Regions from separate parts of the Sus scrofa genome. Here region 1 is linked to region 2. Evidence: chromatin contacts called from public Hi-C data. All regions are on one chromosome and are shown on one strand. Each heading gives the region's core, a stretch centred on a gene start, on an enhancer-like site or on the middle of the called end of the contact. The rest is flanking DNA. Distances are from core to core; before and after follow the strand shown. Region 1 overlaps LOC106505408 (a long non-coding RNA gene). Region 2 has its middle 14 kb from the start of MILR1.

Evidence for each region. Hi-C and Micro-C count contacts between places; a contact is called where the count stands out from the background.
Region 1: a Hi-C map of retroperitoneal adipose tissue shows a contact between it and region 2, with 1.9 times the contacts expected there. The contact joins two enhancer-like sites. A contact is called at or near these places in 2 of 5 promoter capture datasets (fetal liver and liver), 36 of 47 Hi-C or Micro-C datasets (adipose tissue, alveolar macrophages, blood and 17 more) and 2 of 2 datasets of contacts at active chromatin or transcription factors (alveolar macrophages and skeletal muscle).

The regions. Positions count from the first base shown.
Region 1 is chr12:14,730,517-14,735,882 of Sscrofa11.1, reverse strand. LOC106505408 (a long non-coding RNA gene) reads right to left here. Exons shown (of 2, transcript XR_001299823.2): 2 at 544-874. Among named protein-coding and RNA genes, the nearest start is that of TEX2, 31 kb to the left of the region's middle. Within about 2 kb of position 3,857, at least 1 of the 83 cell types and tissues checked has an H3K27ac peak or open chromatin away from gene starts, as enhancers often do. A contact at or near this core is called in retroperitoneal adipose tissue, where this site is marked.
Region 2 is chr12:14,649,249-14,655,188 of Sscrofa11.1, reverse strand. No RefSeq gene overlaps it. Among named protein-coding and RNA genes, the nearest start is that of MILR1, 14 kb to the right of the region's middle. Within about 2 kb of position 4,243, at least 32 of the 83 cell types and tissues checked have an H3K27ac peak or open chromatin away from gene starts, as enhancers often do. A contact at or near this core is called in retroperitoneal adipose tissue, where this site is marked.

The DNA.
Region 1 (5,366 bases), core at 2,608-5,107, 81 kb before region 2:
ACTCTTTTTGTGCTATGAACTAGGTGGTGATGAACGTCTTTGTACGTAAATCTTGTCTATGGGTCTGTTTGTTGCTTTAGGATAGATTCCTAACCATTGAATGATTGAGCCAAAGGACAGGAAGGTTTTTAAGGCTTAAAAACCTTCGAGGAGTTCCCGTCGTGGCGCAGTGGTTAACGAATCTGACTAGGAACCATGAGGTTGCGGGTTCGATTCCTGGCCTCGCTCAGTGGGTTGAGGATCTGGCGTTGCTGTGAACTGTGGTGTAGGTCGCAGAAGCGACTCGGATCCCTCGTTGCTGTGGCTCTAGCGTAGGCCGGCATCTACAGCTCCGATTCGACCCCTAGCCTGGGAACCTCCATATGCCACGGGAGTGGCCCTAGAAAAGGCAAAAAGACAAAAAAAAAAAAAAAACCCCAAACCCAAAAAAACCCCCCTTCGATTTCCAGAAAGATCTTGCCGCATCCTTCTCCCACCAACAGCCTGTGAGGGCTCTTGTCTCGCCACACCCCCATAATTACGGCCACTTTGGACAAGAAAGAATACGAGAATAGTTGCTATTAAATGTGAAAGAAAAATTGCCTAGCTGGGTGGTTTTGTAAGAGGGACATTTAGCAAGCTTTTGATGCATAATTACTGTTTAATCAAGCCTGGGAATGCACAGAATCATTATTTTCTTTTTGTGCAGGCTTGGTGATTTTGCCAACGAACGCTGTGTGCACTCATCAATTCATCCGTTTTCTCAGGCTGATGGCGCTTGTGTGTTTTCCTGGAAGAGCTTCAGTCTCTCTCCCTCTCTTTCTCCTTTTGCTGAGATATGTAGACTTTAGTTTCTTCCTTCCCAGAGACTCAGCTAACAGGCAGGTCTCCTTGCCTGCAAAAAAAAAAAAAAAGAAGAAAAATGGAAAAGGCCACAGCTCCCTCCGCTATGCTCAAGGAGCAGAGGGTCTCTGCCATCTACAGTGCAGTAGGAAAGAAAAGTGTCCAGGAGGAGGGAACTGCCCAAGACCAAGTCCAAAGGCGGGCAATAGCCGGGCAATAGCCAGTCAAATGTTAATTGTTTTCTGACTTGGTTCTCCGGCTAGAAAGCTTACCTGGAGGATACTCACACATGTGCCTGAGGCTATTTGCAAGGACTTTCCCAGCTGTTTATCAGGGGGGGGAAAAACCCATTAATGAGCAACTGGTTAAATAAGTGAAGGTCCCTAAATATTATGGGATACCAGGCTGTTGCACCAGGCGATTAAAAATAATGAGGCAAAAAGACAACGAGGCAAACCTGTATAGATAGCAGGAAAATATCTACTGTTAAATGAAAACAGCAGACAGAAGAAAAATAGGTTCAGAATGATTTCATTTATGTGAAAGGAAACAATTTATTCAACCGACATTTAAAAAGGAGCTATTATGTGCCCGGTGCTGTCGATAAACTGGCAAAACCACCCAAACCTTGTCCCTCATGGAATGTGCATAAATAACTAGGGCTCATCACTAAATACAAACAAGCCTGGGAGGAATTGTTCACCCTGCTTATTTCTAGGCAGGTGCACTGAAGCAGGGAAATGGCCTTAAGAAGCGTTTTCATATTTGACTTTCCATCTTTCTATATTGTTAGGATGGATACTGCCACAAATGCACATCGTGTTTGTCATTTAAAGTAATACAGAATGAAGAGGTGAAATAGAGGGGAAATGCAGAAATGGAGCCCATGACTCAGCCAAGGCTGGAGACAAAGGTCTGAACCGATTTTCTACTACTGCTCCTTGGACACCATCCCTTCAGCGTCCCACCCACACCGAGGTTTGGTCTTTAATCTCTCCAGCAAAATCAGCAGGAGAAAGAGAGAGAACCAGAGGAGGGGAAGAGTCAAGGTTCCTCCAGCTGTCACCACTTGATGCACAGGTCCTAGGTCTCCTTAAGTAGTTCCTTGTGACTTCAAATGTCACTGATGATAACTCTTTTTCATTCTGCAAAATTTCGAGCCTTAGAAAAGTTACAAGAAATAGTACAATGAACACTTGTATATTCTTCACCTAGATTCCCTAGCTGTTAATATTTTGCTCACGTGCTTTTTTTCTCTCTCTCTCTATAGTATTAATTTTCATCTTTGATGAATTGTTTGAAATTTAGGTACAGACATCATGACGCTTTATTCCTAATACTAGGAACGAGGACATCCTGCATAATCATGGTATATTATCACACTTGGGAAATTGATCATGGATGCTCTCCTAGTCTGATAGACATTCTACATGCAAATGTCTCCAACTGGCCCAATGTTGTCCATTAATAGCTCCTTCTTTTTTTGCTGCACCCACGGCATGCAGAAATTCCCACGCCAGAGACTGAACCCGTGCCACAGTAGTGACCGAGCCACAGCAGTGACAATGCCATCTCCTTAACCTGCTGAGTCACTAGGGAACTTCAAAACTACAATTACTTTCCATATGATACCTGAATTCTCCGCTGGATCCTTGTCCTAGAGATGTAATTTTCCATATCACCACTAGATGGCACTCTAGACAGTCCTTGTCCTTCAACAGCCCTTGTAAAAGGGCAATTTAAGGATTGTTTCAACAATAGGAGTCTTATTGTAAAGCACATGCTATTTAAAATACCTGTATATTGGGAGGAGGGATAAATCTACTATATAAAAATAGATAACCAACAAGTGTCTACTGTAAGTCACAGGGAACTATGCTTACCTTGTAATAACCTAGATTCTTACATTCTTCTGACATTCTTAATGGAAAGAATCTAAAAAAGAATCTAATATGTATCCGAATCACTTGGCTGTCCACCTGAAATTAACACCACATTGTAAATCAACTATATTTCAATAACAAGTAAAATAAAATAAAATCTCTATATGTTTATAAAAGTGGTGTCCTTTCAGGTGTGTCTTCCCATACATGATTTTTTTTCTTTTAGAGCCACACCTGTGGCATATGGAGGTTCCTAGGCTAGGGGTCGAATTCGAGCTATAGCTGCCAGCCTACAACACAGCCACAGCAATGTTGGATCCTTAACCCAATGTGTGAGGCCAGGGATCGAACCTGCATCCTCATGGATACTGGTCAGATTCGTTTCCGCTGAGCCACGATGGGAACTCCCCATATATAAGTCATAATTACCAGGGGAGGAGTTCCCGTTGTGGCACATCGGAAACAAATCCGACTAGGAACCATGAGGTTGTGGGTTCAATCCCTGGTCTCCCTCAGTGGGTTAAGGATCTGGTGTTGCTGCGGCTCTGGTGTAGGCTGGTGGCTACAGCTCTGATTAGACTCCTAGCCTGGGAAGGTCCATACGCTGCGGGTGTGGCCCTAAAAAGGACAAAAAGACAAAATAATAATAATAATAATAATTACTAGGGGATATTGTTCATGAGGATTCTGATTCAGTGGAACTGAAGGAGGTCCTAAGATTCTGCATCTCTAACAAGCTGCAGGGTGGTGGGTGGTTGGGATGCGGCTGGTTTGGGGGAACAGGAAGGAGCAGGGCTTAGAACAAGCATAGGAAAGAACCTATCTATTTACAATTAGACAACTTTTCTTTTTCTACCAGAATCTGCAATGCAGCTGTTCTCACCTCCTGCTCCCTCCTTCCCTCTCCCAAAGCCCTGTGGCGTCCTTGCTTCTGCAGCACAGGGCCGTTGCTCTAGCTCATCTCTCTGTCTGGAATCTCTTCCCCAGATGTCCTGCTTGGCTAACTTCATGCCTTTCCCCAAATCTCACTTCTGACCGAGACTCGCCCGACCACCCTGTTGAATATGGCCCCTCCCCGCCCTGCTTCCAGTCCTTTCCTCTCAACCCCACTGACTCTTTCCATAGTCCTCGCCACCCTGCACACACCATAGATAGGCTTGTTATATGAATCCCTTATTTCTGTCTCTCCCTGCTCAAATCCAAATTCCATGCGTGGAGGGATCTTTGTCTCTCTTCTTCTCCAATGTGCCCCAAGCACCTAGAACAGTATCTGGCACATAGTAGGTTCACACACACACTCACAATTTGTGCACCTCGGTGGAACTTCAAGGTGATGGAATCCAATCCCTTTATATGGTGGGCGAAGAAATGATACAGAAATGGCCAAGGCCCCCCGGACTATAGGTAGAATATCTTGCTTCGTCTAAATGAATATAACTTAAAAGCAGGACTTGTTTCTATCTGTTAAATTTTAAGCTATCATTTTGATTTTTATAATTTGTGTTAGGCCATTCCCCAAAAGGATCTGAAGCAGCTGACAAGATGAAATGTGATATAACACGGAGCAGCTAGGAATTAAAATGCAAGCGATACCATCTAGAGGAAGAGGGAGCTGACATTAACAGGCCCTTGACAGTAGTTAATTACCCTAATGGGGAATAGAATTTGGCTCGGAACGCTTTGGCAGCCGAGTTAAACGGGAAGCACGTGGGGCTGCAGAATGTTCGTTGTCTGTCCTAAGAAAGCCTGAGCACCGGGCAGGGACGCACTTCCAGGAGGAGTTGAGTACAAACACGGAACTCTGGGTGACATCCATTGAGCCCCCAACTGGCTAATGTTTACAAAAAACCCAAAGTCATTGTTGAAGAATGCGATCCTTTCATCTGGGCAGACTAAACATAACATGAAATCACCTGAGCGCACTATGGTTCAAGGGAATTCTTGTCTGATGCTCTACCTGAAAATACGGATGAGAGCTTAGAAAAATCTAGAAGACAACGTAGATAAACCTGTCAAGGAACGTTGTTTACAAATATCTGCTATCTCAGATCTTAGACAAACACTGAGTCACAGGCAATTCGTGGGTTGCATTTTCATATGTTCCATATTTATCGAGTTTCTAGCTGTAAGTGTAATTCTCTAACAAAACATTAGAAATCAACTACACTCCAATATGAAATGAAAATTAAATGTAATTCTCGTTCCTTTATCCCTAGACAGCCCCCTGCCCCACCCCCCAAGCTCAGCTAGACCGAGGGCAGAAAGAACAGGAGGGGAAGTCATGTCTGTTTCTTTTTTTCTTTTTTCTTTTTTTGCTTTTGAGGGCCACACCCATGGCACATGAAGTTTCCCAGGCTAGGGGTTGAATCCGAGCTACAGCTGCTGGTCTATACCACAGCCACAGCAACATGGAATCCGAGCCTTGTCTGCAAACTACACCACAGCTTGGGGCAAGACCAAATGTTTAACCTGCTGAGCAAGGCCAGGGATAGAACCTGCAACCTCATGGTTCCTAGTCGGATTCGTTTCTGCTGTGCCACCACAGGAACTCCTCGTCTAGTTCTTCAAATTGCCTAAAGTATTTGCTAGGGTGTATTCTGTATCCGAAAGAGAGAGACGGCACATCCAGCAAAGTCACCTCTTCTGGCCACTGGGAATTAT
Region 2 (5,940 bases), core at 2,994-5,493:
CACAGTTCCAGCCTGCTGCTAAGGAGAGCCATGAAGCTGTGTGTGGAGTTGGTTATAACCCACCAGACTGTGTGAAAAGGCATCTGTGTCCCTGTTGTGGAAACCCGAGTGCATCCGAATGACCAACTGAACCACAAGCATGACCGGAACCAAAAAACAAGAAGGAAAGCAAAACACAGCCCAAGGGCTTACGGTCTTCATCTTTGGGGATTGTGGTGCCAGCTGGGGGTCCCGGGCAAAACACGGACAATTCCAGGCAGCCCTGAAGAAGAAAGGGGCCCATGTGGGAGCCAGGGTAACAGAGAGAGGCTGACTGGGTGATTCGAGACGGGTAGTGAGGACTTGACTTTGAGGGAGAAACCGGGAACAGAAGACTTCCAGCCAGTTTTGCTCTGGGAAGTGTGGTAGAATTCTTTCTTTTTTTTTTTTTTTTTTTTTTTTGTCTTTTTGTCTTTTGTTGTTGTTGTTGTTGCTGCTATTTCTTGGGCCGCTCCCGCGGCATATGGAGGTTCCCAGGCTAGGGGTTGAATCGGAGCTGTAGCCACCGGCCTATGCCAGAGCCACAGCAACGCGGGATCCGAGCCGCGTCTGCAACCTACACCACAGCTCACAGCAACGCCAGATCGTTAACCCACTGAGCAAGGGCAGGGACCGAACCCGCAACCTCATGGTTCCTAGTCGGATTCGTTAACCACTGCGCCACGACGGGAACTCCTAGAATTCTTTCTCATTGCCCCCTACAAACAACCTTCAGTGAAGGGTTTCGAAGCATTATTCTCCAGAGATTTAGAGAGGGGTTTCTGTGAAAATGTACTGAGCACTTAGTACTCCTCATGGATTGTCTCATTTAATCCTATGGGTCAGATGCTGGAATTATCTTCATGGTACGAGAATGACAAGAATCTCAGAGAGGTTAGTACATTTGCTCACAATCCCACAACCATTTTTGGTTTGGGTGTTGTTTTTTTTTTTTTTTTTTTTTTTTTCTTTTTAGAGCCACACCTGCGGCAGAAGGAAGATCCCAGCCTAGGGGTCAGATCAGAGCTGCAGCTGCTGGCATACACCACAGCCACAGCAAGGCAGGATCCAAGCTGCATCTTCAACCTACACCAAAGCTCACAGCAACACTGGATCCTTAACTCACTGAGCACAGCCAGGGATCAAACCTGCATCCTCATGGATGCTAGCTGTGTTCATAACCCACTGAACCATAACGCAACTCCCCCCACAGCCAGTTTGAGTGGTAAAATCCATTGGAATGCTGGCTGCCCAGCTCCAGGCCTGAGCCCTTAACTCTTGAACGGTGCCTCTGGAAGAAAATATTTCAAGGCTTCTTGAAATGCCCCAGCAATAGGAAAATCTTTGGCTTAGAACAAACACTGAAGGGGTCAATTTAAAAAAAAAAAAATTTGAAATACACATAATCTGAAATATTTATTCACCAAGGTTATTTTAAGATGTAATCCTTCAGTTTGTTCTATACAACTGTCTTAATGTTTCCTGTTTCTTTACAGCTTCATTACCTGATTAAACAAAATTAAATGGATACATCCAAATAAAAAAGGCAGCCAAGTTAGAGTACGAGAATAAGCACAGGAAACTGCTTCTAGACTGACACGAGATTCATGTGATTTAGGACCAAGCCAGGAGCCTGTATAAACACTGCTAATTCTGAGAATGTGAGAACACAAATGGGTCTCAATTGGACCCATCACTGACCTCAAGGCTCTTCCTTAATTAGAGCTGTTTAAAAAAATGAAATAGTTGCCTGGAGAAATAAAAAAGTATCTTCACAAAAAAGAGGTCTCCACATGAATGGTCACAACAGCTTTGTCATTTCAGCTTTCCCTAAAAACTGGAGTCAGTCCAGACGTCCTTCCAAACAATAAATGGCAGAATATGCACACCATGGAATATTCCTTAGCAACGAAAGTGAACAAACTATTGATACATGCAACCACTTGGGTGAATCTTCAGGGCAATAGGCTGAGCGGAAAAAAGCCAATCCCCCCCCCCAAACATGAGCCTATCTAGGCAACATTTTTGAAATAACAAAAGCTTAGAAATAGGGGACAGATTAGCAGTTTCCAGAGGCTGGAGATGGGGACAGAAGTGGGTGTGGCTGAGGGCTGCTGGTGGTGCAGGAACTGTGTGCTTACTGTGGTGATGGACACATGAACCACCCAGGTGCTAAAGCTGTTTAGAACTTTACATACACAGAGACACAAATGAGTACCAGTAAAACCGGGGAGATTAGATGCTGTGGGTGTGTTGTATTAGTGACCATGTGACACTACGCTGCAACATTGAAATGTTACCATGCAGAAACCTGGGTAAAGTGTGCAAGGAATCTATTATTCATTACAAATGCAGGTGAATCTATGATCTCAATAAAAATCACTATTAAAAAAACAGACCGGTTCTCTGTCCCTGCAGGATTCCAGTGCTGGTCGGACACTCCTGATACAGGTGTTGCTGGGGGATTTCTGCATCAGGCAGCCCCTCCAATTCTTTTGAGGTCTTACAGGGAGCGAGACCCTTAGGTGGTCAGGAGGAAGCTGAGCACTGCACGGAAGTCCTCCATTTCTGATGGTCCCATGGGTGCGCAGAGAGAATCAGAGAGAAAGACAGTGTCCACCTCAAAGAGGCTCATTCTTTCATACCAAGAGGAAGAGGTGAGCTGAGCTGCTCCGAAGGTATTTGGCAAGATTATGTCTGTTGCCATCTGCCTTTCCCTGAAGGGCAGGGCCCTGTGGGGTCCAGGGGTGCAAGCAGCTCCGATGACAAAAATAAAACCTGAATTTTCACACTGCTGCTTAGAATCTGGAAGAAACTTGGAAATCCTCTTCCAAATAAAAGAACATTCCAGATGGAAAGAGAACGGGAGTATTTTGAGAACTAGGAAAAAGTTGGATGCTCAGGGAGGTAAAGGGGATTATTGAACACTGGAACGCGCCAGCCCGTCCTACACCAAGTGTTGCCCTCCTGGATAATTTTGAGACCTGTTCATCTGGACAATTATTCTTTTTGTTTGTTTATTTATTTATTTTTGCTATTTTAGGGCTGCACCCACAGCATATGGAGGGTTCCCAGGCTAGGGGTCGAATTGGAGCTGTAGCCATCAGTCTTATGCCACAGCCACAGCAACGCGATATTATAGCTGCATCTGTGACCTACACCACAGCTCATGGCAAAACTGGATCCTTAACCCACTGAGCAAGGCCAGGGATTGAACTTGCATCCTCGTGGATCCTAGTCGGGTTCGTTAACTGCTGAGCCACGAAGGGAACTCCTGGCCAATTATTCTTGATGGACCTCTTGAAGAGTGAAATGGATAAATATGACGTGTCTTTAGCTCCATCTTCCCTAACAGGATGAGGCTAGGTCAATGTACAGAGAAGGTCCCTGAGGTGGGTCATGACCTGCCCATGCAGCCAAAGTGGACCTGGTGTTGCCTCAGGACTTTCTGGCCAGGGAGCTTCTTTCACTGTCTCTGGGATCCCCATTCACCATTTGCCCTGTGTCCTTGTACCCAGGACCTGGCCCAGTAAGTGTCATGTCGGGCCCAGTGTGCTCCATCCCAGACACTGACCTGTAAGGAGTAGCCTACGTGCTGGACTGATCCCAGCAGAACCAGTTCTCACCAGGCCTCCAGCTGACAACACCTGAAACTCATGTGAACATGGAAGTACCGAGGATGACACAGGTGTGCGGTCTCCTCTGCAAACCCATCTCGCCTGCATCCGCATCTCCCTTCCCCTGAATCCACATCTGCCCTCCATGTGCAAGCCTTTCCCTGTGAGAACAGATCTCTCTCGGGGCCTCCACGAGTGAGGAGGTACAGGCAGTGGAAGGGGGCTCTGCCTTGCCTGTAATCACACCTGCCCCGCCCTCAAAGAAGGCTCGGCCCACACAGAGGAACTTTTGAATTTATGTTTTCTGCCGCCTAACACAATGCAGACTACCTGTGGGTGCCTGGAAATCCATGTTTAAAATGCGACTAGGAAGACTGAGGGAAGGGGAAAAGCAGGGCCCCAGGTCAGCCCCGGAGGCTGCATTGTTCTCACACCGGCATTGTTCTCAGGCCCCCACAGCCCCTGGGGAATCAAATGAGATTGTTTTTCCCAAGACTGAGCCTTCAGGTGTGAGCTGCAGTTCTTGGACAACGGTGGGGACTGTGGCATTTCTGCAACAGGAAAGAGGAAGGAACTTGTGATCTGTACGGCAAGGGCACCAACAATGTGCGCCCCCAGCCAGCCGGCAGCAAAGAGGAAAAGACCTCCGTCTCCATAGTGATAAATCACTGGGAAGCCAGAGAGGGAGAGTCAGGGAGAGGATTTTTCCTTTCCTCCAGTGCCCTGCGAACACAGCCCCAGCTCCAGAGTCTGGGGAGATGCCTGGCGCCTCTCCAGGCTGAGCCTCCAGAACCACAGGTAGAGGAAGAAGGTCAGTGCTAGGTGGAAGTGAGCACTGGAGACCCTCTGCTGCCCAGAGCCCGGGCCAAGGGGGTGGGCTCCTCCTAGAGGTGTACTTTGGGCACGGGTGCCGGGGTGACCCAGGGCACCCAGCACTCCGTGACACCTGGGTGGCCACGTGCTGCCCACATCACTCCACTTCATTATCCTACAAGAAGCCCCATGGCATTCTGTGCTCTGTTATGTGAGCCACAAAGACACACAGGAATTAATTATTAGCCTTTTTACAATGAAATAACAGGACCCGTGAGGGAGAGGTCGGCCGGAGGCAACTCATCAAGTTAAGACAGCTGCTGCGAGTTGCTCCTAAGGGTCTTTGGGGTTCTCATCTGAGACTCTTTCCCTTACTAAAAGGAGACTATTTTTCCCAAGAAAAATTCCAGTTTTTTTTTTTTTTTTTTTTAATGCTTTGAAATATTTGTGCCAAGCCTAGGTGGTCACTCTTGCTCAGGAGGGTGGAGTGCCGCGTTCCCTTGCCTGTACCTTTGCATATGCCATGCCCTCTGCCTGGAAGGCTGTTCCTTGATTCTTTGATCAGCTAACTCCTCCAGGAGATGCCTGGAAAGCAAACATCTTGCCTTCTGGGCGCCCAGAGAATTTACCACATCATTATGTGAGGCAGCACAGAGAAGTAATACGAAAAGACTCTTCCAGGCCCAGATTAGCTGTGTGATCTTGGGGGTCTTAACCTCTCAGAGTCTCACCTCTTCAGAGGCAGGATGGAGAGAATGATAGTATCTGCCCTTCAGCGTTTGTGAGGATTAGAAGTTAATGCACACAAAGCACTTAGAAAAGGCTGGCACACAGCTAGTGCTCAGTAAACACTGGCTGCTAAAAGATTAACTGTCTTTTTTTTTTCCTTTTTCTTTTTCAAGGCTACACCTGCAGCATAAGAAAGTTCCCAGGCCAGGGATAGAATCAGAGCTGCAGCTGCCGGGCTACACCACAGCCACAGCAATGCCAGATCCGAGCCATATCTATGATCTATGCCACAGCTTGCAGCAACGTTGGATCCTTAACCCACTGAGTGAGGCCAGGGATCTAACCTATGTACTCGTGTGGACACTATGTCAGGTTCCCAACCCAACTGAGCCTCAACGGGAACTCTAGGATTAGCGGTCTTAAAGCAGGGGCCGTCTTTCATGCAGACCCTCAGATGGAGACTAGCCCTCAGGGGGTGTCCAGCAATGCATGTCAAATGAACTCTGAACTCCTAGAAGGCTGTTTGCAGTTACTGTGTATGCACCGGCACGGGGTTTGGCACCTTGCCATAATATTTCTTTTCATTACTAAGTCACTCCAAGCCTGGGCCCAGGTAGCCAAGGACTAGCATTTGGCCAGCGTAGCCTGCAGTGCCCTTGAACAGCCCCCTCTGATTGCCTGAGAACCCCTCCCGTCCTGTCCTGCCCTGACTGAGCCTGGAAAGCCTCCCCCACTTCACTGCCAAGCCAGCGGGCTCTCAGCC